2 separate regions of the Arabidopsis thaliana genome follow, and region 1 is linked to region 2. A link is a contact called in public capture Hi-C data. All regions are on one chromosome and are shown on one strand. The core of a region is the stretch at or near the end of the contact, and the rest is flanking DNA. Distances in the headings are between cores, read along the strand shown.

Region 1 (4,094 bases), core at 180-2,679, 130 kb before region 2:
TGTAAAACATATTTTCACAGCTTTTGTATATTGTAAAACACTAGTCTCCTTTTTACTGAACAACTAATGCTTTGAAAAACTAGTTTTTGTGGGTGAAAGTAATATACAATACTGATGGGTTTCTAAATCTTGACCCAAACTAACCCATATTAAGTTATTAACTATTAAGTCTTGTTTCCGTTACAACGATCGAATAGTATTTAAAATTAGGAGGAAAGAAGTCTAAATGTATTTTTCGTTTGAGTTCTTATTTCTTAAGGTAGAAAATTTTAGTACTCATCTTTATAATTTTGAAGTCCTCTCTTCTTCAATACGCAGGGTTGTGTCTCTTCCCTAAAATCACAATTCTTTCATATATACACAATACACATATCCAACTTGTATTAGCATGACTGCATGAGCTCTTCTATATCCTAGACGTACATTGTGGGATTTAGATATGCACTCCACCAAGTCTATGGCATAAATTGGATATGTGATACAACATAGACGTGAAAGTTTGAAAACATTTCGCCATGATATCGCAATTGAGATGTCTTACTTGGTTGCGAAACAAAGCAAGATTACTATGGACTATGATGCTTGAATGATTATTTTATCCAATCTTTAATAATAAAAATAGAAGAAAATTCACTACATACATTATAAAGTATTAGGTAGGGGCTAGACTTACAAGATGTATCGGCACATAATTTCTTAGCTAACTAAAGAAAACAAAAACTATTAGTGAATCTATTATTTTTAATACTTATGATCATAGAACACTTTAAAAAAATAAATATTTATCGCCTTCATTCTAACTGTGTCACCTTCTATTTTATCATTAAAATTATTGGCGATACAAATAAATACATTAATATATATATATATATATTTTATAAAATAAAAAAATAGAAATTGAAAAATAATGTAGTTTTTCCAATTTTACCATTTTTTCTCGTGGTATACATTTGTGCACGTCATGCATAAAGTTTTTTTTCTTCTAAAAGAGTTGCATATTTACATATCGGGTCCACAATGTATATGTATAGTCAGTATAGAGTAACGGTTATATGAAAAATTAAAAAGAAAGGTGTTAAACATATTTATGAAAAAATTTACTTAAAGATAAGATTACAAGAAAATCATGACATATGGTGGTGAATAAATTATAAAAAAAAAAGTTACTTAAAGAGATAAGGTTAGTAACAAAACCATGTCATGCAATTCATGCTAATTGGGTAAACAATACTTTCCCTTCTTTTACCATTAATTGTCAATTAATATACATGAAACAAAATTCAGTTTTTCCTCTCCCACATAACCATCCAGTTTTAGACTACATACAGAATTACAGAATTACCACCCACATTTGTAGTACTATAAATAGGTACAACTCTTCCTCTTTCACTCATCATCCTTAGTCCTCACTCACTTCCATTCTTCAAAATGATATCTCGAATGATTTTCAGAAACTATCCTTCTCACAATGAGTCCGACGACGAGCCATTCCATTTCAGTATCAGCAGAGAATTGCTTCTCGACCGAAACGATGTCGTAGTGGGAGAGATGATTGGAGAAGGAGCTTACTCCATCGTCTACAAAGGATTGTGTGTTTCATCTCTCGCTATATTATATTGATGAATTCAAATGCGTTTAATCAGTTTAATCATCACTAAGTTTTCATATGTTCTCTATCATGATTTATAGGCTAAGAAACCAATTTCCCGTGGCGGTGAAGATCATGGATCCGAGTACAACTTCCGCTGTAACCAAAGCGCACAAAAAAACGTTTCAAAAGGAAGTTCTGTTACTATCCAAGATGAAACATGACAACATTGTGAAGGTGAAAATTGAGAAATATATATTTATATTGGTGGTTTCAATATTAATGTTATAATAATGACATATTAAACATGTTTTTTTTTTTTGAAAAGTAAAGTAAAATAAATAAACATGATTATTGATGATGTATATATAGTTTGTTGGAGCTTGCATAGAACCACAATTGATTATAGTTACCGAACTCGTTGAAGGCGGCACTCTACAGAGGTTCATGCACTCTCGTCCGGGTCCTCTTGACCTAAAGATGTCACTAAGCTTTGCTTTGGATATTTCACGAGCCATGGAGTTTGTGCACTCAAATGGCATCATTCACCGTGATTTAAATCCAAGTAAACAATAAACATGCGCCAATTTTTACTCAGTATTTCTTGTAAACAGAGAAACAAAATTTGATAATTTGGTGTGTTTTGTGTAGGGAATTTGTTGGTAACCGGTGATCTGAAACATGTGAAATTGGCTGACTTTGGAATTGCAAGAGAAGAAACTAGAGGTGGCATGACCTGTGAGGCTGGCACCTCTAAATGGATGGCTCCTGAGGTAGTGATCATTTTGAGCTTAGTTTTCTATTTCGAAACATATAAACTAAATATTTTCTGTTCCGTAACCACAGGTGTATAGCCCTGAGCCGCTGAGAGTTGGGGAGAAGAAGGAATATGACCATAAGGCTGATATTTACAGCTTTGCCATAGTATTATGGCAGCTGGTTACGAACGAAGAACCATTCCCTGACGTGCCTAATAGCCTCTTTGTTCCCTATCTTGTTAGCCAAGTAAAGTCAAACATCAACTTTTTTTTGATAAAAACACATCATCCTTTTTAACTTAAAAGGAATAAGGTTTTAAAATGTTGGATATCTTTTTATTACAGGGTCGGAGACCAATACTTACGAAGACTCCCGACGTGTTTGTCCCAATCGTTGAATCATGTTGGGCACAAGACCCGGATGCGCGTCCGGAATTTAAAGAGATTTCGGTTATGCTGACAAACTTGCTAAGAAGAATGAGCTCAGACAGTAGCATTGGCACAACACTACCGGATGGGGAAGCTTATGAAGGTGAGATGGAGGAATCAGAGAACTCTCCTCTTCTTCAAGAGCATTTTTGCAAGGTGAAGAAACCTAAGGAGAAGAAGAAGAAGAAGAAACTGGTGAAGATGAGATTTCCTTTCTTTAAGAAGTTCAAGGTTTGGTTGTACAACTACAAGCCATGATTATTTTTTGTGTCTTTCCATAAAAATAAAAAATGGAAAGTTGGTGGATTTAAGGAAAGACAAGACTGAAGATTCTGTTAGTGTTTGTTCTTTCTTTCTTCTTTGTGTTTTCTTGTTATTTTTTCTGTTTTTTTTTTTGTGAGGAAATTTTTCCTAAAGCAATGAATTCTCGTTCTTCTTTTCATGGACATTTCAACTATTTTTGTTTATACAGAAAATATATCCTTGTTGTAACTATATAGAGTATGTACTGACTAAATCTCAAGTTGGTTTTGGTAAATGTAACATTTTCTATTAGAAATGATAATCATAGTTGAAATGTAACGTTTTCTGAATGTGCACCCTCCTTTAACATTCTCTAACATTTTCTAGTTGAAATGTCTAACATTTAAAGGAGGGTGCACATTGTGTAGGTATATACAGATATGTCTATTCGAAAACCCTACATTTATGATAATTATAGTGATATTTGTTGAAACCAAATTTTAGTTCTACTTTTTGGTTTTTGCCGATGTTAAATTTGAATGCGATCATCATACCAGCACTAATGCACATATTACATCAAAACTTTGGATTTAAACATATTTGGACGAGAATAATACTTAAATGGGTGATCTTCAGAAAGTTCATGTATTGCATTCTACTTAAAAGTTTTAGGAAAGAAAAAATGATGTTGAATAAAAGATTGAATGCAGTTTTGATTGAGACTTTTATAAAGAACAAGTTTTTTTTTCTATTATTAACGTAATTAAAGTTTAGTTAAGAACTAAAAAGGTTGATTTTTATTGTGGTAGTCGTAATATTGACATTTTAATAAAATAGAAAATAGTACGATATGATTATATATATCGTTTAATGTATAATAATTTAATTTATGATATTGAGACCGTTATATTTCAAAAATTATATTATAAAAGGTATGTTAACTGAATATTGAATAAAACCATTAGTAAGTAGATCGTTTAGTATTTTTTCTATTTATGTCATCGATCGTTAAATATTATTTATTTTTATTTGGTAGCGATCTTTTTCAATTTAAGTTCGCTACTTTATATTTTCTC
Region 2 (4,062 bases), core at 1,101-3,600:
ACTACTACTTTGTGATGTGCTATGATTGCTCTTGAAACAAATACAATCAGTTGGTTGACGAGTGATTTCATCAAGTTTAGTGTTCATTTCGGACATCTTGGCCATAAGTTCTTTGATATCTACCCATTGATTGACTTGGACATCCACATCTACCATCCATCTTAATGAAGCTTCTAACTCTTTGATCCTTCTCTTATACCTAAAGATCAAAATAACACAAAAATATTAATACTCATGTTATTTCATTAAAATGATAAGTTTTGTTAGATTTATATTGAGAAATTACGAAAATCACTTATAGAAATGCTCATCTAAAAAAAGATTTCACTTGAAAAAAACTTGAATCGAACTTGAAGTAAACCGTTCCTAGCTAATCCAAGATATCTTATTTTAAAACACCATGAAATTAATCACTGTAAGTCAGTATCTCAATCTGAGATTCTAATGGTATCCATCTTTTAAGTAGTGACAAAACAAACAATTTTTTATTTTATTTTTAACTATTAAATTTAAGAAATAAGAAGACTTCGTATGAACCAAAAGAATTCATGCATTTCATGGATTGTATACAAACCTGAACTTCTTGAGTAAGTTTCTGCGTCTGAGTTCCGCATAAGCCTCAACAAGAGAAACAGCCTTTTCAAGGAGATGCTTAAGATCTTCGATGACTTTCCTCGGTGAATCTTCCACTTCTTCGCTAAGCTTATCGACTTGAGTCACCAACGGAGTGATCCTAAAGATTGTAGCATCAAGACGGTCCAAGATGCATCTTGTAGTTAGAGATCTATCTTTTGCTTTTTTGATGGCATCGTGAAGGACTTGGAGAGCAAGTCCAAGAGCTGCCCCTGCCATAATCTCACTAACCGGCATTTTTCTTTGGGTCAAGAGATTAGCTCTTTAGCTCTCAACGTGATTGTATGGAGCAATCTATATACATGAAACCATTGAAGAATCTTTTGTTTAACAAAACGTTTTGTTTTTGATGAACTATATGAAGACAAGAGACGTTGACTTAAAGACTTAGAATTAGTCGACTCTCTTTCTTTCTAGGTGAAAGGAGATAATTGGATCTATATGCAAGTTGTTGTGATTTTTAAATTACGAAGAAGGGAGAATCAATCTCAATGATTGACTTTAACAGTAGGATTAAATGTTGACTTGTACATTTGCATTAAAAAAATCCAAAAATCTTAATTTACATATTAGTTGGAACCAATCTTCTTTTTTGTTTATACAAGCAGGCGTTATATGTATGATAAGTTGATAACACAATATTCGTAAGTATAATTTTTTTTTTTTTTTTACATTTGATTATTTTCTTTCTCAATTTTGCTGGTCTATGACACATACCACATCAAAAAAAAAACTAATTCAAAACGAAGCGAATTCCGTGATCTTTGCTTTGCTTGCTCCATCGAAGGTGGATATCGATCTTCGGCTTAGAATCGCTATTTGAGCATCCAGCTTTTGCTTCCAATGATGGATCAACTCTTTCGACTATGTCCATATTAGTATTATCTTCAGATATAATACAATCTATTGGTTGACCCATGATTTTTTCAAGTTTAGTGTTCATTTCAGACATCTTGGCCATAAGATCTTTGATATCTGCCCATTGATTGACTTTAACGTCAACATCTACCATCCATTTCAATGAACCTTCTAACTCTTTGATTCTTCTCTTGTACCTAAAACAACAGTACACTTTAGTATGTAATTAAATACATACATGAAACAAAAAAAAATGATAGGTTTTTGTTTAATTGGTGTCTATATAATGTTGGGAGATCAAGTAATATGTAGAAGTATTCATGTATCTAAGATTAAAAAAAAAATCATTATTTCATGTATATATATACGAGACCAAAAGATTCACAAACCTATATTTTCCAAGTAAGTTTCTGCGTTTGAGCTCCGCATAAGCTTCGACAAGAACCACGGCTTTCTCGAGAAGATGTTTAAGATCTTCGAAGACTTTCCTCAGAGATTCATCGGATTCTTTGTTGAGCTTTTCGACCTTAGCCATCAGTGGAGTGATCCTCAAGATTGTAGAATCGAGACGGTCCAAGATACAACTTGTGGTTAAGGATCTATCTTTTGCTCTTTGGATGGCCTCGTGAAGGATTTGGAGAGCAAGTCCAAGAGCAGCCCCTGCGATAATCTCGGTAAGAGGCATTTTGTATAGTTTTTTTTTAAGGATTACTTAAATTACAAAGAGATTTATTGCAATTAGCTTTAGCTCTCGATCGCACGAGGTTAGTATATGAATGAATCAATATTGAATTGGTCTTTTGACAAAAACACTTATTTGGATTGATTTTTTCCAACTTGTTGTGATTATGGAATTAAAGAAAAAGGAGTAGAGAAATAGTCTCAATGTGGATTAATTTTTTCTGTTAAATATTAATATTTTGATCAACTTGTTGTGACTATGAAATTAAAGAAGAGAAGAGCGAGCAGTGAAGCATTCTCAATGAAAATTAATTTGTTTGTTTCAAGTTATATATGAAACTAAAGAAAAAAAGGGAAGATAATCATATTCTAAATGATCGAATTTGTACATACGTTGGATTAATCACTGACGTGTACTGAAATCTCCTAACGTTTCTGTCCATTCTCGTTTTTCTAATTTATATTGGTAGAAATATTGTATATTCTATATTGACATTATCGTGAAATATTATGATGACTATCATATGGAAACTCTTTTAGCTAAATTTAGATTAAATATAGAAAAAGTTTTTCTTTCATATTGATCCTACTAATTATAGTGAAATGTTTCGCTTACCTCTTTGTTAAGTTTGGTTTACAGCTAGTAGTTGTTAAAGCAAGTGAATATTTTATGTTTCCGCATTTGATTGTGCGTTTGTGACCCATAAGAAGGATTTACAAGAAGTCTGGTTAGATAAAAATCTTCTATAATAAGAGAAAGTTTTTTCTAACTTTGCCTACCAATGCGATATTTGACACTCTACTTTGATGATACGTGTACTTATCATTAATTATAATTTGACTAAAATAATTTATTAATAGATATATCTTATATTTAGAAAAATAGTCATTAAACTATGAAATTACTACATATTAAACTACAATTTTAAAATGAATTTTTTTCTACCATAATTGCAACTCCCTTAACTAATTACAAAATCAAATCTTTAAAATTTTGACATGATATTATGTTTTAGAGTACAAAGTTATCACTATTTATATGTTTTTGATAATAAAAAATTATTATATTTACTATTATAGATTACCATTAATGCATACTCTTAACATTTTCTTAGCTGCTTAACCGTAATAAGGTATTAAACACTATTTAGGAGTACTTTGATCCAAAAATTTATGACCCTTTATATCTCATAAGTTACAATATTTTGATCACCACATTAAAGTACAATTTATGACTTAATATATAACTAAAAATGGCTTAAGAATGCAACTATATAACAAGCATGGCTTGAGAAGAAGCAATTGGCAACTCAAGTGTCTCAAATGCTCAGCTCCAAATACAATATCCGTTTTTCATTTTTTTTTGCATATTTTAGTTGTACATCGATATATCTTTCTAGAGTTTGGATGTGTTTCTTACAAGTTCAGTAAACATCTAAGCTCTACACTAACTTATATTTGTATATAGTATATTCTTTGAAAATTCAAATTCTCAATTTCACAACAATTATGGGATATACTAGCTAAATAAATATTTGGTAAATACATGCAAAGTTTTCTCTGGTGTTGTTAAAGTCCATTGAGATGCATAATTATTCTTGCTAGAATAATCAAATCCGAAAGTACCTACTCATTATCCGTGATTGTGTATCTCCATTTGTTTTTTCTGTCTAGGCAAAGAAGACAAAGAAGAAGGTTGAAGAAGTTCATGAAATAGAGGAAAATTCTTAGACTATGAATATTAAAGATTACTATATAGAAAAGAGTATTTACTTGTTTTTTTGGTCTACTTCCTTTATTTATTTAAGTTTGACAATGTTAATTGAAACCTTATTTTCATGAAATAGAGGGAAATTCTTAGACTATGATTACTAAAGATTACTATATAGA

The links. Capture Hi-C pulls out chosen DNA fragments and counts their contacts.
Region 1: a capture Hi-C map of root shows a contact between it and region 2, with 4 times the contacts expected there. A contact is called at or near these places in 1 of 26 Hi-C or Micro-C datasets (callus) and 1 of 3 other capture datasets (root).

What each region holds. Positions count from the first base shown.
Region 1 is chr3:18,850,472-18,854,565 of TAIR10.1, reverse strand. It overlaps AT3G50730 (Protein kinase superfamily protein), which reads left to right and starts at 1,429. Exons shown (of 6, transcript NM_114933.2): 1 at 1,429-1,589; 2 at 1,690-1,825; 3 at 1,961-2,153; 4 at 2,240-2,364; 5 at 2,435-2,593; 6 at 2,692-3,033. The coding sequence starts at 1,429. The coding sequence ends at 3,033.
Region 2 is chr3:18,725,954-18,730,015 of TAIR10.1, reverse strand. It overlaps HR2 (homolog of RPW8 2), which reads right to left and starts at 2,350. Exons shown (of 2, transcript NM_114906.2): 1 at 1,881-2,350; 2 at 1,206-1,688. The coding sequence starts at 2,176. The coding sequence ends at 1,367. HR3 (homolog of RPW8 3) reads right to left here and starts at 1,081. Exons shown (of 2, transcript NM_114907.3): 1 at 575-1,081; 2 at 1-199. The coding sequence starts at 870.